Linked DNA regions of Zea mays: region 1 is linked to region 2. A link is a contact called in public Hi-C data. All regions are on one chromosome and are shown on one strand. Each heading gives the region's core, a stretch centred on a gene start, on an enhancer-like site or on the middle of the called end of the contact. The rest is flanking DNA. Distances are from core to core; before and after follow the strand shown. Region 1 holds the start of LOC103626029. Region 2 holds the start of LOC100279806.

Evidence for each region. A called contact is a pair of places that touch in the nucleus more often than the background predicts.
Region 1: a Hi-C map of leaf shows a contact between it and region 2, with 5 times the contacts expected there. The contact joins the promoter of LOC103626029 here to the promoter of LOC100279806 in region 2. A contact is called at or near these places in 8 of 25 Hi-C or Micro-C datasets (bundle sheath, ear, endosperm and 2 more).

What each region holds. Positions count from the first base shown.
Region 1 is chr5:16,262,860-16,267,548 of Zm-B73-REFERENCE-NAM-5.0, reverse strand. LOC103626029 reads right to left here and starts at 1,318. Exons shown (of 2, transcript XM_008646414.4): 1 at 1-1,318. The coding sequence starts at 17. LOC100285983 reads right to left here and starts at 2,898. Exons shown (of 2, transcript NM_001413950.1): 1 at 2,671-2,898; 2 at 1,643-2,581. The coding sequence starts at 2,519. The coding sequence ends at 2,229.
Region 2 is chr5:16,035,786-16,040,918 of Zm-B73-REFERENCE-NAM-5.0, reverse strand. LOC100279806 reads left to right here and starts at 1,507. Exons shown (of 7, transcript NM_001384183.1): 1 at 1,507-1,865; 2 at 2,003-2,079; 3 at 2,257-2,391; 4 at 2,892-2,946; 5 at 3,087-3,174; 6 at 3,880-3,978; 7 at 4,118-4,718. The coding sequence starts at 1,594. The coding sequence ends at 4,246.

The DNA of each region.
Region 1 (4,689 bases), core at 69-2,568, 230 kb before region 2:
GCGGCTGCTGCCTGCATGATGGGGGGGCGCCTGTGCCGGAACGGAAGTAACTTGCGCGTGCTTTTCAGAAAGGTTTCAGTTTTAGTAGGAAGGACGGACGGACGGATATGAGTTACGACAGAGAGATGAGGGAGGGTAATCCAGCAGCGGATTTGGTGTTGCCTCCCAGACAGGTTATATGGTAAGTGTTGTTGCTAGGCAACTCCATGCTTTGCTTCAGCTAGTTGTCGATGTCTTGCTTCAGTTCCATTTTCACGGTGGTGTGCTTGAATTACTTATCTCAGATCAGACAGACAGCTGGTGCATGTATAATAATAATATTAACGAAAAGCTGTAAGGGCTTGTTCATTTCACCGTCAATCCATGCGGATTAGGTGTTATTGAGTCGGTTTAAATCCATAACAAGTCAGAATTCATTTCAATCTATTTCAACATATTTCGATCCACATATAATTGAAATAACAGAACAAGTCATAAATACGGTGCAGGCTGCGGAGCTGGGATCTGCGACTGGCGAGATGCACAGCTCCGTCGTCGGGGTCGTTAGCGTCGTCTCCGTCAGTGTACTACCACTACCAGGGACTAGACTACGAAGAAACCACGCGCCACGGCGATAGATGATCGACGGGATCCTCACCGTCAGCATCGACATGTCGACGACGAAGAGCAGGCAAATCATTTTCTTTTTTGGGGTCTCCGGTTCAGCTTACCACTAGGTCAATGAACTGAATCCGTCATGTCACAGTTTCCCTAATCCCTACCCTAAAAATTTAGGGGATCCTGTTTTCCTTTCCCTGACAAATCAGCTTAATTGACTTAGCGCTGTGTACTGAACACACGATGCTCAAGCTCCCCATTCCATACCATGCCCATTTTTCGTGTAATTGTGCTAAACTTTATACAGTACTAATAAAGTGTAAGTGCCAGGCACTACAGTTGACAGTTGTTGTTTCATACATATTCAATTTACTTAGAAATAGATGCAAACCTTCAATACTCACCACTGGTGGGCGGTGACCAATAATGTGTGCTTTGCTGTTCTTTCTGGAATCTGAGTTACATTCTAGAGCTCGGTCCATATCATTTGCACGGTTAACCTAAAAGTGCAATCTCCTTACTCAACCTTTGAAGTGTGCTAATGTACCAGACCATTTTTATTGCTGGACACTCGATTTCTTACATACAGAGTACCTCATAAAAAATACCATTCTATTTCTATGCAAACTGATGATGCATATACTATAAGACACAGTCACACTAGAAGATACAAATTACCGCCGCAGGACACTCACTCGATCCCAAACAGAGTGTGAAAAAACAATCAAAATACTCAATTTCAAAGCAACTCTAGAAGTAAAAACAAAATTCAGTAATTGATTAAAAGCGGCTCCTTATTTTAGTATGCGCATATACATATTGCCTGATTGCTTGTAAGTTTGTTTTCTGGCAACTGGGTGACTATTTCACTGTGTATTTAAGCCCGGTGCTGATACCATCCAACAGGCTACTGCAATTTTTTTTTTTGTTTACATCAGATTCCTACGTTTAAGGTAATAATGTGTAGAATGGATGTCGTGTCGTGTTAACTATTGTAAATCAGACAACTAAGTGGAAACAATCATCGGCGTTCATCAACACAAGAAACCGATATAAGCAATGCCAAATAGCATCGACACACAAAAAAAAACCCCGCAGAACATCCGTCCACAAACACAAAATTTGGTAGGATACCTATGGTTACATGCAACCTACACATTTGATTATAACACTACAAGAGAATTACGAATGAATTTAATAGTTAAATTCCAACAAAGGGCTGACACTGATATGAACACTCCACCTAAAAATGGTCAAGGAGGCAACGTAATCAAGGGACCAAACTGAAACTATGCAATCTCTGCTAAAAAAAACTCACTACATCTTCAGATATGCATAAGAAGACAGCAAAAACCCATCCACAAAATGCTAATAAAGCTACAGACGAAGTCAATCTAAGAGTGTAACCAGGCATATCGCCATCCTTTTAGTTAGATCATCATTGCAGATATAACTGATAAGTAGCGTGCAAGATTGCAAGCTAAATTTCAGCTACAACTGCATATTTTTAAGTACCAACCAAAACTGTCGAACACCTCTAGCTCTTTTATCATTGATTAGTTCTGCGAAATAAAACTTTAAATAGGTTTGAGTCAAATCGACAAAGAACACATATCGCTCCGAAAGATCGATTACTTGTTCTTCCCGGACTTCTTCTTTCCCCCTGCTGCCGCACCGGCGCTGACCTGGGGGCGCGGGTGGCGCTCGGCCTCGGCAGCGTCGAGCCACTTAAGCGGGTTACGGTTGAAGAAGGGCCAGTTGGGGACGGTGACGAGCGCTGTGAGCACGACGCCGCCGGCGTAGACGAGCAGCATGAGCTGGAAGTCCGCGCGCACGTAGCCCACCAGGAACGCCGCCACAGCAGACGCCACCAGCAGCACCTGCATCAGCATCTCCGCGCGCTTCTGCCCCAGCCAATCCATAATCCTCTGCCAGGAACCCGAGAAACAAAAGATCAGACTCAGATGGATCGGACCCAGTACACCTGAAATTGGATCAGATCCGATTACAAGTATCTTAAACTAGGGTTAGGGTGCTCGTACAGGAGGAACGGAAGAGGAGGGGTATGCGTACCAGGTGGTGCTCGTAGCCAGTGAAGGGCCCGAAGATGGAGCCTCAGGCCTGGGGCGCCGGCAGTCACCCAGTCGTCGCCACGAGAGAGAGAAGAGCGCAGGCGAGTGCTCGTTCAGTAGAACCACGAGAGAGACAGAGAGAGGAGGGGCAGGTAAGCGCATACCAGGATCTGGGCCTCCTGGGTCCGGGCCGTCGTGGAAGCTCATGGTCCTGCCCAGTTCTAAGATGGAAGCCTCGTAATCATGACCTCATGGGCCATAATCAGATGCCGGCATGGGCTAAAAAGAGGGCCTAGTTGACCAACTCGCGGATTCAGCTGGGTCGGCCAGTGGCCACCGTAATGTAGAGATGGCAACGAGTATCCGGAACCCGAATACTCCACGGGTTTTAACCGATATGAAGATAGATATAGGATAATTTCTTTACCCACGGATATATTAATATGCAACAACCTCTACGCGTTGGGTAGATGGATACGGGTTAGTACTACCCCTATCGCATCAATAAATATACCCGCATCAATAGCATTATAACCATCTAATAGAGCCTATCTTAGCTAAAATAAAAACCCTTCTCTAACTATCATTTGTCTAGCTACCAAGTTATGTAATCATTTGATTTGTTATATGTGAAGTTAAACTTGTTTTGTATGTTTATTTAATATTTTGAGTGATTAGTATATTAGAATTTAAGACTTTCCTAGCGGTACGGATTACTCGTTGGGTAAAATTACCCGCGCGAATACGGGTATGGGTAAGATTTTATACCCGCGAGCATATATGGGTAAACTGACGAGTACAATCTTTATGGGTACGAGTATAGAATGGTACTATCCGATGGGTATGTATCCGTTGCCATCCCTACCGTCATGGCGCGGTCAACCACAACGACTGACGTGGTGGTGTCGTCTAGGGATAGCAATGGGTCGGATGGAGCAAAAACTCATTCGTGAATGCACCCATGAAGTCTATCTAAATTTATCCACGATCGCACCCACAGATGCAATTTCAAACCCATACCTAAACCCGTCGAGTTTTGGGACATCCGCGGGTTTTTACCCAATACACATTTTAAACAATAATTCATTTACAAGCAATCAAGTACCAACACTAATTTAGTTATATCTACGTATTTTAAGCCCTCTCACATTCAGCAACAACAAAACATTCTATGAAACATTATCCAACTTACTTATTCAAAATAATTACTATTGTATCTTAATTATTTTTGCATAAAATAAAGAATAAACTAGGTTTCAGGTCGGGTGCGAGACACCCGCGAGTTGAAATAGAAACCCACACCCACGAAACTTCGAGTTGGGTGTGGGTTGCACCCACGGGTCAAAAATCTCCATCCATACCCACACCCATGAGGTTGGAAACCCACCAGGTTTCGAGTTTGCGGATTAAATTACCATCCCTGTCGTCAAACATAATATATATATATGTATATGTATTAAATACAGTGGTGTAAATTATCCGTCCCTATTCGAATTTAATCATTCTAAAAAGGATTGGGATCTAATTTGTATCTGAGTCCAGATACTTAGTATCTGATCCGTATCTAAACTTTATCCATATTCGTATTCTCAAAGTTGAATATTTACGATGTCGATATTCATTCAAATCTTATCCAAAACAACTTACTAATGTTCGTATCTGATCTGAATCAGAAGAGAAAATATAAAAATAAATATGAAACAAGTAATGTCGGGGAAATGACCCGTGTCCCTGGGATCTGCCGGTCAAAGAGTTCGCTAAGTGAGAGCACCTAGAGGGGGTGAATAGGTGATCCTGTAAAATTAAACACTAAATAGCCACAAAACTTAGTTATAGATATGTTAGTGCGACTAAGTAGTTTTGAAGCGAGTTCTTGTGGACAAAATAATCACAGAGAAAACAATCACAAGAGACACGCGATTTTATCTCGTGGTTTGGCCAAGTAACACTTGTCTACTTCCACGTTGCGGCGTCCCAATGGACGAGGGTTGCACTCAACCCCTTTCAAGTGATCTGATGA
Region 2 (5,133 bases), core at 258-2,757:
AGACGTTTATGTCCTCGAGTACCCGGTCTATCCCCAGAATATTCCCACAAGAGGAATTACAGTCTGTCATTACAGAAAAAGCTATTACAGACGTGGCACGTAACAAGTTTACCCGCGCGGGGCCTGTCGTAGCGGGCCTAATCCTACTTGGGCCTCTCGACGCGGTGAGGACGTGGGCCCCGTAGACTTCGACGGAGCCTTCGGCTTGCAACGGAGAGAGCGAAGGGGGGCCGAGCCGGTCCTCATTTAGGCGGCGCTCGCGGCTTGTTCGGGCGTGCTGTGGATGTAGACATCGTCGATGAAAGGAGGCGACGAAGACTTCGAGTGAAGGGTAGCGCGTTCGCCTTCACCCCAACAGCGTACATAATTCTTCAGAGCTTTTCCAAGAAGCTAACCTAAATTGACCCTTAAACCAAGTAAAATAAGAATTACATCATCAGCTATCATAGACATGAAACCTCTGCTACATACTCATACATAATATCATAAATACTCATACATAATATCATAAGCTTGTACAGAAGGTAAAAATTATAGTTTGGATTCTTAAGTAAGGATAAGTGTCAACATTTGCCGAGCTTTTAAGAAATCAATTTTTATTTTTTAGCTAGGAAGAACCGAATTTCTGGTTTTTAAGAAACTGAGAATCTAATTTCTATAAACTGAGGTATAAATTGGTATGTTTGGAACCAACTCAATTTTTATAAACCAATTTCTTAAAAACTAGATGTTTTTAAATAGATCCATTATCTTTTAGCTAAGAGAGACCAGCTTCTTGTTTTTTAAGAAACTGAAAATCTAATTTATATAAACTAAATCATAAACTAGTATGTTTGGAACCACCTTCATTTCTATAAATTGGCATAAATACTATAGATAAACCGGAGCATTTTGCGTGATTTTGCTATTCTAGTTATTTGATCTCCTCCAAATGAAACCTATGCTAAAACAATTTACTGCTCTACTAGATTAGACGCTCGGCCATGGTGCATGCATGACCGTGACGGCCGGCCGGATCCGGCAAAGGCGTCGACGGACGCACGCCGGCGAGCGGAAGTGCACAAGTGATGCACCGAAGACTGACCACCGGCCTCCAGCATCTCTGTTCCGTGCATTGGTGCGTGTCCATCGTCGATCGTTCTGCCCGGCCTTCTTCCCCGTCGACGTCATCTGGTCTCGCTCCAGACTCCCAGCGCCGATGGGCGATGGCCCTGCTAGCGATGCACCAATGCACGCAGCACGCCAGCCAGTTTTGGGGCAGGGCCGGGGACAGAAAAGTCCGCCAATCCGGAGAGTGACTCGCCGTCGCCGTCGCCGTCGGTTATACTCCGGTCACTGGTCAGTTAGCCAACGCCTGCAGTTCCTTTATTTTCGGCCCAAGGCAAGAAGCCGTCCGGTCCGTGGTAGCCGATGACGAATGACGGCGCAAGAGGCAAGATGGCGGATCTCGGCCGAACTGTGTTCCCGCAAGCAAAGCGACCCAACAGCACCTTATCCCCTCGTTAACACCTCCCCACATCTCGTTCCTTGTCCTCTCCATTTCGAGCTCAAGCTCAATCACTTCGGATTGGCGGCGGGCACGCGCCGGACGAAATGGAAGCGGCACCATCCGCCCGCGCCTTCTCCCCGTCCTCGTCTCCCTCCGCGGGGGCTAGACCCAGCCTTCCCCTCGCGGGCCTGGCCTCGCGGCGCGCCCGGGTGCTCGCGGCGCCGCCCCCGCCCCGCGCCGTCGCCTCCTCCCGCGCGCCGCTGGTGGTCTCCAGCCCGCCACCGCCGGAGGACTCCGGCACGCACAACCCCGCGCACGCCAAGGTCGACCGCTCCGGCCGCTTCTGCAGCCCCCGCGCCGCACGGGAACTCGCGCTGTGAGTCCCGGCGTTTCCCCAGCTTCAGCTCCTACGTACTTCGGTTTATCTTCTTCTGTGCTGCGTTGGAGTTGGGCTTCGGCTGTGGTTCTTTGCTGCTGGAGGTGAAACCGCTGCTTCCGCGTCTCGTGTCGCAGGATGATTTCCTACGCCGCGTGTCTGGAGGGAACCGATGTTGTCCGGCTCTTCGATCGCAGGATCAGCGCAAGGCGAGGTCAGGATTCTTCCCCCCAGCGCCTCTTCTTCGTGCATTTGTTTCAAGGATCAGCTCGTCGATTTGCTTGGTTGAATACCTCCTTGCATCAGTGAAAACTCATGGGTTCCTGGCGTTCCACGGATACATTTTACTTGCTGTTTGTCCTCTTATTTCGGTTTCAACACGCTTGCTCAGAACCCGGGTTTGTTTTCAACAAGGCATGCCTATTGAATTACAACCATATGAGCTTTGGCGGGGGACCGCTCGAGGTTGGAACGGAGCAGGAGGCTGAGAAGCTGGCCAGTCAGAACGATAAGGATTCAGCCAACGGTAACATTCCACGCAACTTCTGGTTCAAGATTGTACTACCTCCATTATCGAATATTTGTCGACGGCTAGATCATTTTTGAAGTAAAACACGAGAAATAAAAAAAAGAATGGAGAAAGTATTATTCTACGAAGTACTCCTATATGTTAACGCGGTTACAGCTGAAATCATAAATTGCTGTTTGTAAATTTGGACATATCTCCATTTTTCTCTCCCAGGATTTTAAGATGGAACTCTATATATCCAGAAGCTTTTCAAAGCGCACAAGTTCAACGCTTAATTAGGTATAGTGGCCAATGCCTAGGTACCACCTAGTCAGGCTAGGTCGTCAATTGTCACTTTTAAGAATAGTGGTATAATGAGTTGAGCCTGAAAAATTCAACATCTTAAGTCTGTTGTGAAATCAACTGAGTAACGCACACATCTTTTTGTGTAAATATGTTCCAACAATGTTTGATTATTCTTCTGCAAAGAATTTGACATGTTTCCCTTCCATATTCAGAAGCAGATGTACTTTCAGCTCCTCCAAAACTTGTTTACAACAACTATGTATTACGGTATACCTTCCTTCTTGCCCCATTCCACTAAAGGCATTAGGTATTGACACACTGTTCTGATATATGATAGAATTTAATTTTCTGTTTAATATTTAGTCCTGCTGCTCTTACATTTCTGATTAGATGTTTTTCAAGTATAGGTTGTCCAGGGAACTTTTAGTGGCTGTTGCCAGTGGATGGGATAAGCATGTGGTTATCATCGACAAAATAATTCCCCAGGCTTGGAAGGTTAGATACCTTTTCCTAATCTTCTATGTTGATTCATCAATCCCTTCTACATGCATCACAGCATCAAACTATTTATATGTTCAGCAGTCTGGTTCAAACATGTACTTATTCTGTATATTACACCACTGTTTTTCACACTACACTGTACTAGTGAACAATCACTCTGATGCATACCAGAAGCTGTTTACAGTTTGGTTTGAACATATCCTTATTCTGTATATTACACCACTGTTTTTCATTGCACTGAAATAGTGAACAAGCACTATGATGCATAACAGAAGTGTATGACCATCAAGGATGATTTTCTGCCTTGTGTTTCAGCATGCAGTGAAATATTGAGATCTCACATTGTTATTTAATTATTTTAGACTAATGCCTTACCTTATTACGAATTAATTTTCTAGCATAGTTAATTAGTTATTTCTGTTTGCCACCCCAAGGATGAGGAAGTGATACATAATCTGAAGAATGTACCTTCCTTAATCTGAATCACTTTGTTTCTATATTTGTTTCTACTACCAGAGCTCAGATGTTTTTATAGTAAAAAAAATATATGAAACACAATATACTTTGCTTTCAGTTTATAATCTACCGGTTTTTTAACTGTTGTCCTAATATGTGTTTGTATATATTTTAATATTTAGTTTTTTGCGTCCTGTTTTATGGCATAACCTGCTGTTGGTACATGGAAAATTTCATGGTCAGGATGAACCTGTGGCAAGGATTCTTGAGCTCTGCATTCTACATATTGCTATGGCTGAGATGGCATCAAAAGGAACACCCCACAAAGTTGTCATTAATGAGGTGCTTATTTTCTCCATATTTATTAGTTTCTCCATATTTTGACTCTACGAATCTCGCACCTGCATGTTTTGTTATAGCTATTACTCTTTCCATTTTTGAGTACTAGTAGAATAAACGGCTCTCGACCCTTGCCTTTCAGGCAGTAGATCTGGCAAAGCGATTTTGTGATGGTGGTGCCCCTCGGGTAATCAACGGATGCCTTCGAACATTTGTGAAGGATCATGTTGATGTTGCAGGCACGAGCCAGGAAGCTAAATCAAAATCATGATTTTTTGCAAATACTCATACAACAAAATGGTGGCTGAAGTAAAGAAGTACGGAGAGAACCTTGCTGTCTTGAGTTCAGGCGAATACCTTCTGTCTCCAAGGTTTAGCCTTCAACCTAAGGGAATCTAAAAGGTAAACATGATGGACTCATCAAGGAGCCACAACACGTTCATTCTTTTAGAATGTTCGGTTATTAGGTGAAGTATACAGAGCTGTAAACCGGTGATGCACATTCATGCTTCATCTAAAACAACCGAAGGTTATGGCTTCTGATAGCCTACTCGACGCAGATCGTTAAATGATCAGATATTAAGATGACCAGGAGTTGTGTAAAAGCTTGATGCATATGTAAAATGTTATATATACTTGGCATTGGCTCATTGCAATGGGAGAAGGATATTCTAGTTTCATAAGTTGATGTAAGACATGTACGCTCATTTTAGGATTATTAATCGCATATTGTGTTTGCTTCTATTTGGATTCAATTTAGTCCTTTAAAAAAACAAAATTCGTTTCAGACTTCTGTTCATTTTTTTCATACTGGTCTTATTGCCTATCTCTTCATTTTATTATGAAAGATATTTTAGCTAACATTTTATATAATGCAAGATGTTGCAGTTAACACGAATGTGCAGAGCAGCAGTGACGAAACGCGAATGTTCAAGTAGTCAGGTCTGTTTGATCCACTGCGATTATAATAATTAGCTAAAAGAATTTAATTATGATCTAAACAGACCAAGATTATGATGTGGACTATATAATTAAGACACAATATGCTTTGCTTTCAGTTTTTAATCTAACTCAAACATGTTTTTGGTCATTAAGATTTCTCCCTTGAACAAACCCATCACAATATAATTCAAATAGTCTGATTATTAGTTCAACATT